Linked DNA regions of Zea mays: all the other regions are linked to region 2. A link is a contact called in public Hi-C data. All regions are on one chromosome and are shown on one strand. The core of a region is the stretch at or near the end of the contact, and the rest is flanking DNA. Distances in the headings are between cores, read along the strand shown.

What was found. Hi-C and Micro-C count contacts between places; a contact is called where the count stands out from the background.
Region 1: a Hi-C map of tassel shows a contact between it and region 2, with 2.1 times the contacts expected there. The contact joins the promoter of LOC100281538 here to the promoter of LOC107228384 in region 2. A contact is called at or near these places in 2 of 25 Hi-C or Micro-C datasets (ear and tassel).
Region 3: a contact with region 2 is called in a Hi-C map of tassel, with 2.4 times the contacts expected there. The contact joins the promoter of LOC103640651 here to the promoter of LOC107228384 in region 2. A contact is called at or near these places in 2 of 25 Hi-C or Micro-C datasets (bundle sheath and tassel).

Annotation. Positions count from the first base shown.
Region 1 is chr10:1,061,525-1,064,224 of Zm-B73-REFERENCE-NAM-5.0, reverse strand. It overlaps LOC100281538 (AMP-binding protein), which reads right to left and starts at 1,264. Exons shown (of 23, transcript NM_001154456.2): 1 at 1,058-1,264; 2 at 509-569; 3 at 347-424. The coding sequence starts at 1,163. It overlaps LOC100193832, which reads left to right and starts at 2,508. Exons shown (of 10, transcript NM_001138914.1): 1 at 2,508-2,645. The coding sequence starts at 2,555.
Region 2 is chr10:1,415,913-1,418,612 of Zm-B73-REFERENCE-NAM-5.0, reverse strand. It overlaps LOC107228384 (Scarecrow-like protein 3), which reads right to left and starts at 1,264. Exons shown (of 1, transcript NM_001320427.1): 1 at 1-1,264. The coding sequence starts at 924.
Region 3 is chr10:926,172-928,871 of Zm-B73-REFERENCE-NAM-5.0, reverse strand. LOC103640651 (regulatory-associated protein of TOR 1) reads left to right here and starts at 1,438. Exons shown (of 23, transcript XM_035963278.1): 1 at 1,438-2,112. The coding sequence starts at 1,783. It also overlaps the pseudogene LOC103642236.

The DNA of each region.
Region 1 (2,700 bases), core at 15-2,514, 350 kb after region 2:
TGCAAAATTTGGAAAATATAACACTTTGCCTGAAAGGTTACGACATTTTTTTCCTCCTAGTCGGTCAATTTTACCAGCTTTCATGAAGGCGTGAGCTATCACATAAAAACTAGTGCATTCAAGATTTTCACTAGCTCTTATTCAGTTATTCTAACATCAGATCAAGATATCATATTTGACCTAGATAACTTTTTTTCCAAATCCAAGCTTTGCGCAAAAATAAAGGGAAACAGTAAACCGATCACATTGTTGTTGGTAATAACAGAACCTTTCACAGAAGCTAGATAGGAAAGAAAGCAAGATAAAAAGGCCAGATGGAAGTGGGGTGGTGGCCCCGGTGTCTTACGTGAAATTGTCATGCAGCGTTCCAATGTCTGGGGTGTCAGGGAATCTACTTATCAGCCTTAACGGTGAACGCGCGGATCTGCAAGACGGCGATAGGAATCAGAAGCAAGCCATCACAGCACAGGGACCGCAGAAAGAACAACCACTAACCAAGGGCACGTACCGGTACACGTTCCACCTGCCGGTTTGCAATTTCTCAGGGAGGAGGACACTGTAGCCCTGCGCTGAAAACATTCATGTATGTAACTGCACCGTCAACCCAAACAAAGGAAACAATAATCGCGGTTGGAATGGAGCAGGGATAGGGTGGCAGCAGGCGCTGGGGACGAATGCAGGTAGCAGCGATATCATGTGCATGCGTCCATATAAACAGTTCGATTTAGATACAGAGTATATTCTCATTCTCGCTACTCAACGAGGATGGAGTGGATCCATCCTGATGCTGACAGACAAGTGAAACTGAAGGAAGATAGATGCCTTAATAAGAGTTGACTGGACCCATCCTGATGCTGACAGACAGACAGACAGATATAGGAGTAAATAAATCTAGTAGTAACTAGTAAATAAAGCGAAAACTCCATGTTGCAGTGGATCGTTGACGGGGAGTCGGGAGCGGCTCGCGGCGAACGAAACAGCAGGCGGCGGGGCGGAACGGAACTGGCACACGGAGGAAGGGAAGGGAAGGGAAGCGCAGGTAGTTAGAGCGACGCACCGTGGACGTACTCGGCCGCGGTGGGGTTGACGGTGAGGCCGTAGCCCCCGGCGGGCGGCGGCGGGCGCTGGAGGTGGGTACCGACGCGGCGCTGGGCGGCGTCCATTGCTGTTGGGGAGTGGATTGGTGGGATGCTCAAGCTCAAGTTGATTTGGCGATCCGTTGCGTTGCGTTGCGTGGGGTAGGCGGCAACGAAGGGAACGCAAGCTGCCGCAAGCCGCCTCTCTGTAGTCTGTCCCACCTCTCACGCTGAAATAGGATATTCTTTTTATCTGTATGGTGCTGATTGCGTTGCGTGTCGTGTCGTGTCCTTCTCGTCCGCTGCTCGCGCTTGCTCTGCTTCTCATCCTTAATTCAGTGTCATCATTATTAAGAGCGTGTTTGACATGACTCTGCTCCACCCTAGAGCAGCTCTAATACAAAACTCTAGATGGAGCAGCTCTACTTTAGAGTTTAGATTGTTTCTCATAACTGGTGGTAGTGACGGGTAAATAACACCAAACTCTCTGACTAGGTTGCTTTCTTGGAGTTTTTGGAGTAGCAAAAGAGGTACTCCAAAAAATTGTACTGTAGCTCCAAAAACTCCATAGAGTTTACAACTCTGAAGTTAGGGTGTTTGACATGCTCTGACCAACTCCTCCTTAAAAGTTTGCTCTGAAGCCATGCCAAACAGACCCTAACGCGAACATCCGTGACTGCCGAGATCTCAGCCACGTCGACGCTCTACTTTTGTGGATTTTTAGTTGCATGTTCTACTCCTATATACTGTTTCCAATCTAGTTTCATGTGTATATGTGACTAAAATTCAGATAGAATTATATGTGTTTTCAGTTCATACAGAACTATTGAATTATAGGTATGCAATCTGATCGCGCTCGTCCTACTGTACAATCTAATCACGGTTGAAATAAATTAATGAGGCACTGATTTCTTTTATGGAACACATGTGGACTAGCAACTAATTCTTGGTGATAATTAAAGTACCACATGAAGCAAGTAGTACTACCTGAATATCTGATGAAGAAGCAAAACCAATGAACCAAGACCTTGTACACAGATGAAGTAGGTGAAGCTGTTCGTTATTTGATCTACGTGCTTGCCTGGATGAAGACAAACTAGGGCTATTTAAAAAAGGCTAATAAGCTGAGTTAGCATTATTTTAAAAAATAGCAACTAAAAATAGAGGACTATTAAAAACATGGAATTTTTTACTTTCTATTATTATTTAGCAACTCCCTACGTCGTTTTTGGGAGTTTTTTTTTAAAAAAAAAAACTACTGAAGATCTTTAGTCCGGTTGGGTGGCGTCATCAGATCTACTCGAACAGCAACCAAGCCTAGGGTCTGCTTCTCTCTCCACGTCCGTCAGATACCGTGCGCACCAATCCTAAAGCACGGGACAGAGTTAGAAGAGATCAAGAGAAGAATCGGAAAAAAAAAACAGAAGTACTAACGCCCCGCCCCTGCCTGGGGTTTTAACCCTACCCAACCGCCGCCCATGGCGTCCATCTCGGAGCCCGCTGCTAGGGAGAAGCCCATCGTCGTCCGGGTCAAGCGCAAACCTTCGCAAAACCGCCCGGACGCTTTCTGTGAGCTCCCTTCTCTTCCTTTCTCAGTGCCCCGCCCACTTTTCTCTTGGATTTT
Region 2 (2,700 bases), core at 15-2,514:
CCGCGTGTTGAGCTCCCGCTCCAGCAGCTCGCCGAAGCTGCTGGGGCTGGAGCGCGCGATGATCTGCACCGGGGTGAGGCAGCTGCTGCCCGGGACGTGCACGTGCCTGCTGCTCCTGCCGCCGCCGGCGTCGTCGGCCGCCAGGAGGCGGTGCAGCTGCCCCACCACGCTGACGGCCAGCGCCTCGCCGGAGCGCACGCGGAGGAGGTGCCGCAGCGCGTCCGCGTCCAGGTCCTCCAGCCTGGCCTCCACGGCGCTGAACTGGAACGGGATGTCGAACGCCTCGGCCTCCCTGGCGAGCACGCAGGCCATGCTGGCCAGGAACTCCTTGGCGTCGTGCACGGCCGTGACGCGGAGGTGCGGGGGCCCCCCGCGGCGGCTGCGGAAGGCGTGGAACAGCGCGATCCACTGCACCGGGTTGGCGGCGGGGCCGGAGAGGTCGACGACGTGCACGAACCTCTCCCCCTCCATGGCCTCCAGGACGGCGTGGTTGGTGGTGAGGTAGGCCAGCTTCATGAAGGGCAGCACGTCGAAGAGGTGGCGCCGCGCGGCGGGCACCAGGTGCGCCTCCGCGGGGCTGCCCGGCCCCGTGGGCAGCAGCGCCCGCGACAGGCCTGGCACCAGGTTGAGCAGCTTCCGCGCCAGCGCGTCGGCGAAGACGGCGGCGAGGCGCTGCAGCGTGTGCGGCGCGTCCAGCGACGCCAGCTGCGTGATCTGCTCAAGGTAGAAGTTGGCGCGGTCGAAGGCGCCCGCCGCCACCTCCGCCGCGCACTGGTACAGCAGGCTGATGAGGCGCAGGCCCTGCTGGTCGTGGCTCAGCTCCTGCACCCACGACGACCCGTGCGGGTGCGGCGACGGCGTGCACAGCGACGACGCCGGAGACGACGTGGCCGACGACAGCGTGTCCTCCTGGAACATGTCCATGTCGGTTGCTTCGGACGGGCGGGGGCTTGTGGTCAATTAATGGACCGTCGCTGCTGCTGCGCTGGATATGAAGGCACCGCACGCCATTGCTGGGCTTGGACACTGGACCTTGGCGTGGCGACAAACGTGTTGGCAAGCCTGCAGGGGTCTCGAGTTCATACGTTCCGAGGTGGGTGACCTTGTCATGGAGCGCAGAAGCGACGAGGCAGGAGTGGACGCATGTGCGGCAAGGGCTAAGCCGATGTCGTCTGCATCTCGGTGGAATCACTAGGCAGCCCGGGAGATATTCGCTTGGAACTTATCTGCAGCGTTTTGGATCAGACAATTTTGCGATCAATTCAATCCCAGGCATGGCTCCAAAATCTGCATTCATGTTAATTTCGTCAGAGGACAAGAAGCAAACACTTGAGCCTTGTCAGCTTTACCACAGCAAAAACAAATGCTTGGTGATTGCAAGGTGGCCGCTTCTTGGAGAAGTCGTTCAGATTTGACGCGCATGCTTGTTTAATACTCCCTCCGTTTCTTTTTATTTGTCGTTGGATAGTGTAATTTTGTACTATCCAGCGACAAATAAAAAGAAACGGAGGGAGTAATAATAACTTGTTCTTGTTTGCAAGGAGAACATGTCCACCTAGGACTAGGAACGACGTGCGTCACAATTTCAGATCTCTTCTGCAGATCCATATGCATGGATATCCAAATCCAAATGAAGAACACAACAGAAGCACGGCAAAAAAAGGCAGCAACACCATCTTACACCAAATAGGAGAAATTCCAATGATACCTAATTCGCATGGCTTTTCAAGATGTTAAAGCTAGGTAGGAACTAAACTGATGGAGAGCAACCCAAAATTGATTTTTTTAAGAAAAGGCGGCAAGAGAATTGCCACAATTCATTTAAAGAAAGAGATCTTTTTTGAAAGGGAAAGGCAAACCAATATATTAGAAGGGAGAAAAAAAACATTACAAACTGGTACAAATCCATACAACTTAACGATCCTGCACTAGGCGGAACACTGACACTGAAACAAAGACCCGACCCCCTTGACCAGAACTGCTTAGTAAACAGACATCAAGAAAGAGGGTTAGGGCAACTAGCCGCTACAGACAAGCTAAACCTCTACCAACGAGCTCTTTCACCACCTACGCAACTTGCTCTGTCGTTCTCTGTTGTCTCTTGAAGATTCTGTTGTTTCTTTCCAACCTCCATCAGAAATAAATTAGTAAGTCATCGAAACTTTTGCTTAATTGCTTGCTACAGAGCATTCTCAGTCTATGCCACCAAGTGTACAGGTTCCCTTCTTTGGAGTACCGTCTAGGAACCGCAGATCGACCTAAGACAAGATCATGCTTCACACTTCCTTGAAGAAGGGACAATCCTTACATAGGTGCGCCGCTGTCTCAGCAGACAAATTACAAACCACCACGAAGCTAATGGGAGAACAGACACAACAAAACTGAAAAGAAGAAACAGAAGAAAACACACAGCATCCTTAAGAATGCAACAACAAACCATCCACTAAGAAAAACTAGCGCAACAACAACCTGATTCTTTCCAGATAGCAATTTAAAACTGATGCGTGTTATGAATTAAGTAACTCAGATACAGCGCCAGATCATAGTGCTGCAACTTGGGCCGGGCCGTGCCGGCCCGGCACAAGCCCGCCGTGCTTCGGGCCTCAATTAGTCGGGCCTAGCAAGCACGAAATAAAATCGGGCCGTGCCTTATCGGGCTTAGTGAGTAAAAATAAGGCCCAGCACGGCCCTAAAGCACGA
Region 3 (2,700 bases), core at 189-2,688, 490 kb after region 2:
GTTGCCATTCAGTAACCAAGCTGAGAGTGGATCATAGCCGGCCGATGGGCCTCTTAATTTCTTCCTCGTCACATTTATTCGTGAGACGACGGCCAGAATTAGTTACCTAGGCGTGCGTCTCTATGCTCTGCTCCCTGATGCTGCTGCGTCTATCTGGAAGGCGAAGGTTGATGGGCAACATCATCGTCTCTCTCTCTTCTCTGGTGTTTGAATGTACACTAGCGTCAGCATCATGAGATGCAATTGTAATTTGAGGTTGATATTTTCTTTCTTTCTTTTTTTTTCCTTTTCGCTTTCTTCTTTTCTTCGCCCTTTTTGTGTAAAGATTCAGCAAATGTTACTCTGTCAAAGCATGTATAATCAATCATACTACTAACTACGGAGACATGTTCATATGAGAAATGGCAGCAACACATCTTTGCTTATATTCACCATCCGTTCCTAGCGTGTATGCCACAACAGACACAAAGTCGTCTAAGCTATGCACATCGAAAAACAAAACAAAAACCAGGAAAGAGCAGTTGGTTTGCGGCTGCTTGTGGGCCAGGTCTGTCAATGACCATACGAGGAATGATATGCACCAGAGCTCCATGCCAAATGGAAATGAACATCACAAGGTTTTCCTATTTGCCAAATTGCCAGTACCAACATCAGATCAAGGAGTGGTTCCAGTCAACGTTAAAGATCTATACAAAACTAAATCAGTATTGAGCTGTGCGTTGCGACGGCATACAAAATATTGAATAAAATAGTAATGCACAACTAAATCATTTCAAAAATATATGTAATGCTCAAAGGATAGTGTTTGTGGATGTTAGAGAGTGAGCGGACGCTCCTGGATAGCGAAGCGTGGAGAACGAGCGAGCGGGTGGGGGCGTGACGCACAAAAAACCACGACTGGAACTATTAAAAGTAGTGCATTATTATAGTAGTAAAGATAGTAGATAAAATACCCCCACCCAGTTGTTAACATGTCGATCTAATAATTCAAAATACCACTTTTAAAGATGGGATAAATATATTAGTCCAGATTTCCAGATAACAAAACTACATTAAATTAGCCAAAGAGACTATATGGCACTTCTACATAAAATAAAATAAAATAAGAAAGAAAATTCTCGTTGAAAGAGAAGTGATAACAATAATGGGAAATGAGAAGAGAAAGAAATACTCTACAGTAGGGTGTATCATAGTGATGTTTGTCGTTCCGTATCAATGTTTCATACAAATCTTTTACTTCCGTCGCAACGCATGGGCACATATCTATAACAATATAACACACATATGTACATAAGTTATCGTATCATTATATGGTTCCGTTGCAACGTACGGGCACTCACCTAGTATACATATATATTTATAGTGCATTCAACCATTACGAGAAGAGAACGAGCTGTGTCCATTGTCTCCAAAAGTAGTAAAATAATGGAGGAAAGAGGGCAGGCAATTTCCATTTCCAACCTTTATACTATAAATTTTATTTTGTTTTCCCTCAATCTCTCTCCTCGGCTGCTCGCCTGGCGTCGCGTCGCCTGCTTCCTCGTTCCCGCATCGAGACGCCGCTTCCCGTCCCTTCCCCCTCCTCTCTCTCTCCTCCCGGCCAACCAAACCCTAACCCTAAACCCCTCCCCCACCAACCTCGGCCCAGTCTCCCCACCCCCACTGACCCGGCTCCCCACCTCCGACTCGCCACGCTGGCCCGATTCGATCGATGTACGTGAGCGAGCTCCCGACCTCATGATGGTTTTGGCTGCGGGGTGAAAAGAGGCACAGCAAGCGTCGATGGCATTGGGAGATCTCATGGCGTCCAGGCTCGTCCACTCCTCGTCCTCCAGGGGACTGTCGTCCTCGCCGACGCCGCCGTTGCCCAATCAACACCACCACCAGAACCACAACCATACCGGGGATGGCCTCCTGGCTGCCAGCGGGCCGGAGCCCAGGAACGGGCTGGAGGCCGACGAGGTGGATAAGTCGGCGCCCGTGCCGTACCTGCCCCAGCTGGTCGTGCTGTGCGAGCAGCGCCACGAGCCTGAGGGGATCGATGAGGCTGCGGCCGCAGCCGCAGGGCCCTCCACCAGTGGCCTCGTCTCCAAGTGGCGCCCCAAGGATCGGGTAATGGATGTGATGCAGATTGCAGATGCCGTTTCTTCTGATGTTATACTCCGCTATTCACTGAATTCGGCAACGCCTGTTCTCGGGGGCATCTTTGGGATAGCACTTAGCTGATTTAGCTTTAAAATGGTAGCTTGGGTGCAGCTGCGAGGAGTATGAAGTGATTACGGTGCCTGCCAACTTAGCAAATTAGCATTTATTTATCAATCTCCGTTACGGAGCACGTATGGACTAAGGTGTGGTGTTGCCAGATGTAACTAGCGAGGCCCCGGAAGTCACGGAATAAGTAACCGCTATGCTCACTATTGTGAGCAGGACAATCACGATATGGTGGTATGCATTATCGTTTGCCACTGCCTAGTGTCTTCTGCTTCACAAGTGTTTTGAAAGGTTGTCGGGGAGGGATAAATTATAAATTACATGTTGTATTACTCTTTTACTGCATAATATGACACTGAACATTTCTTTGTTAATATTAACTGCTACAAAACAAATGTATTGTGCCCAACTCATTCAAATTCTTAACTTCATTTACCACCTAGATGTAGCATGGTGATAACATTTTCAACCTGTATGCCTTGGATAAAA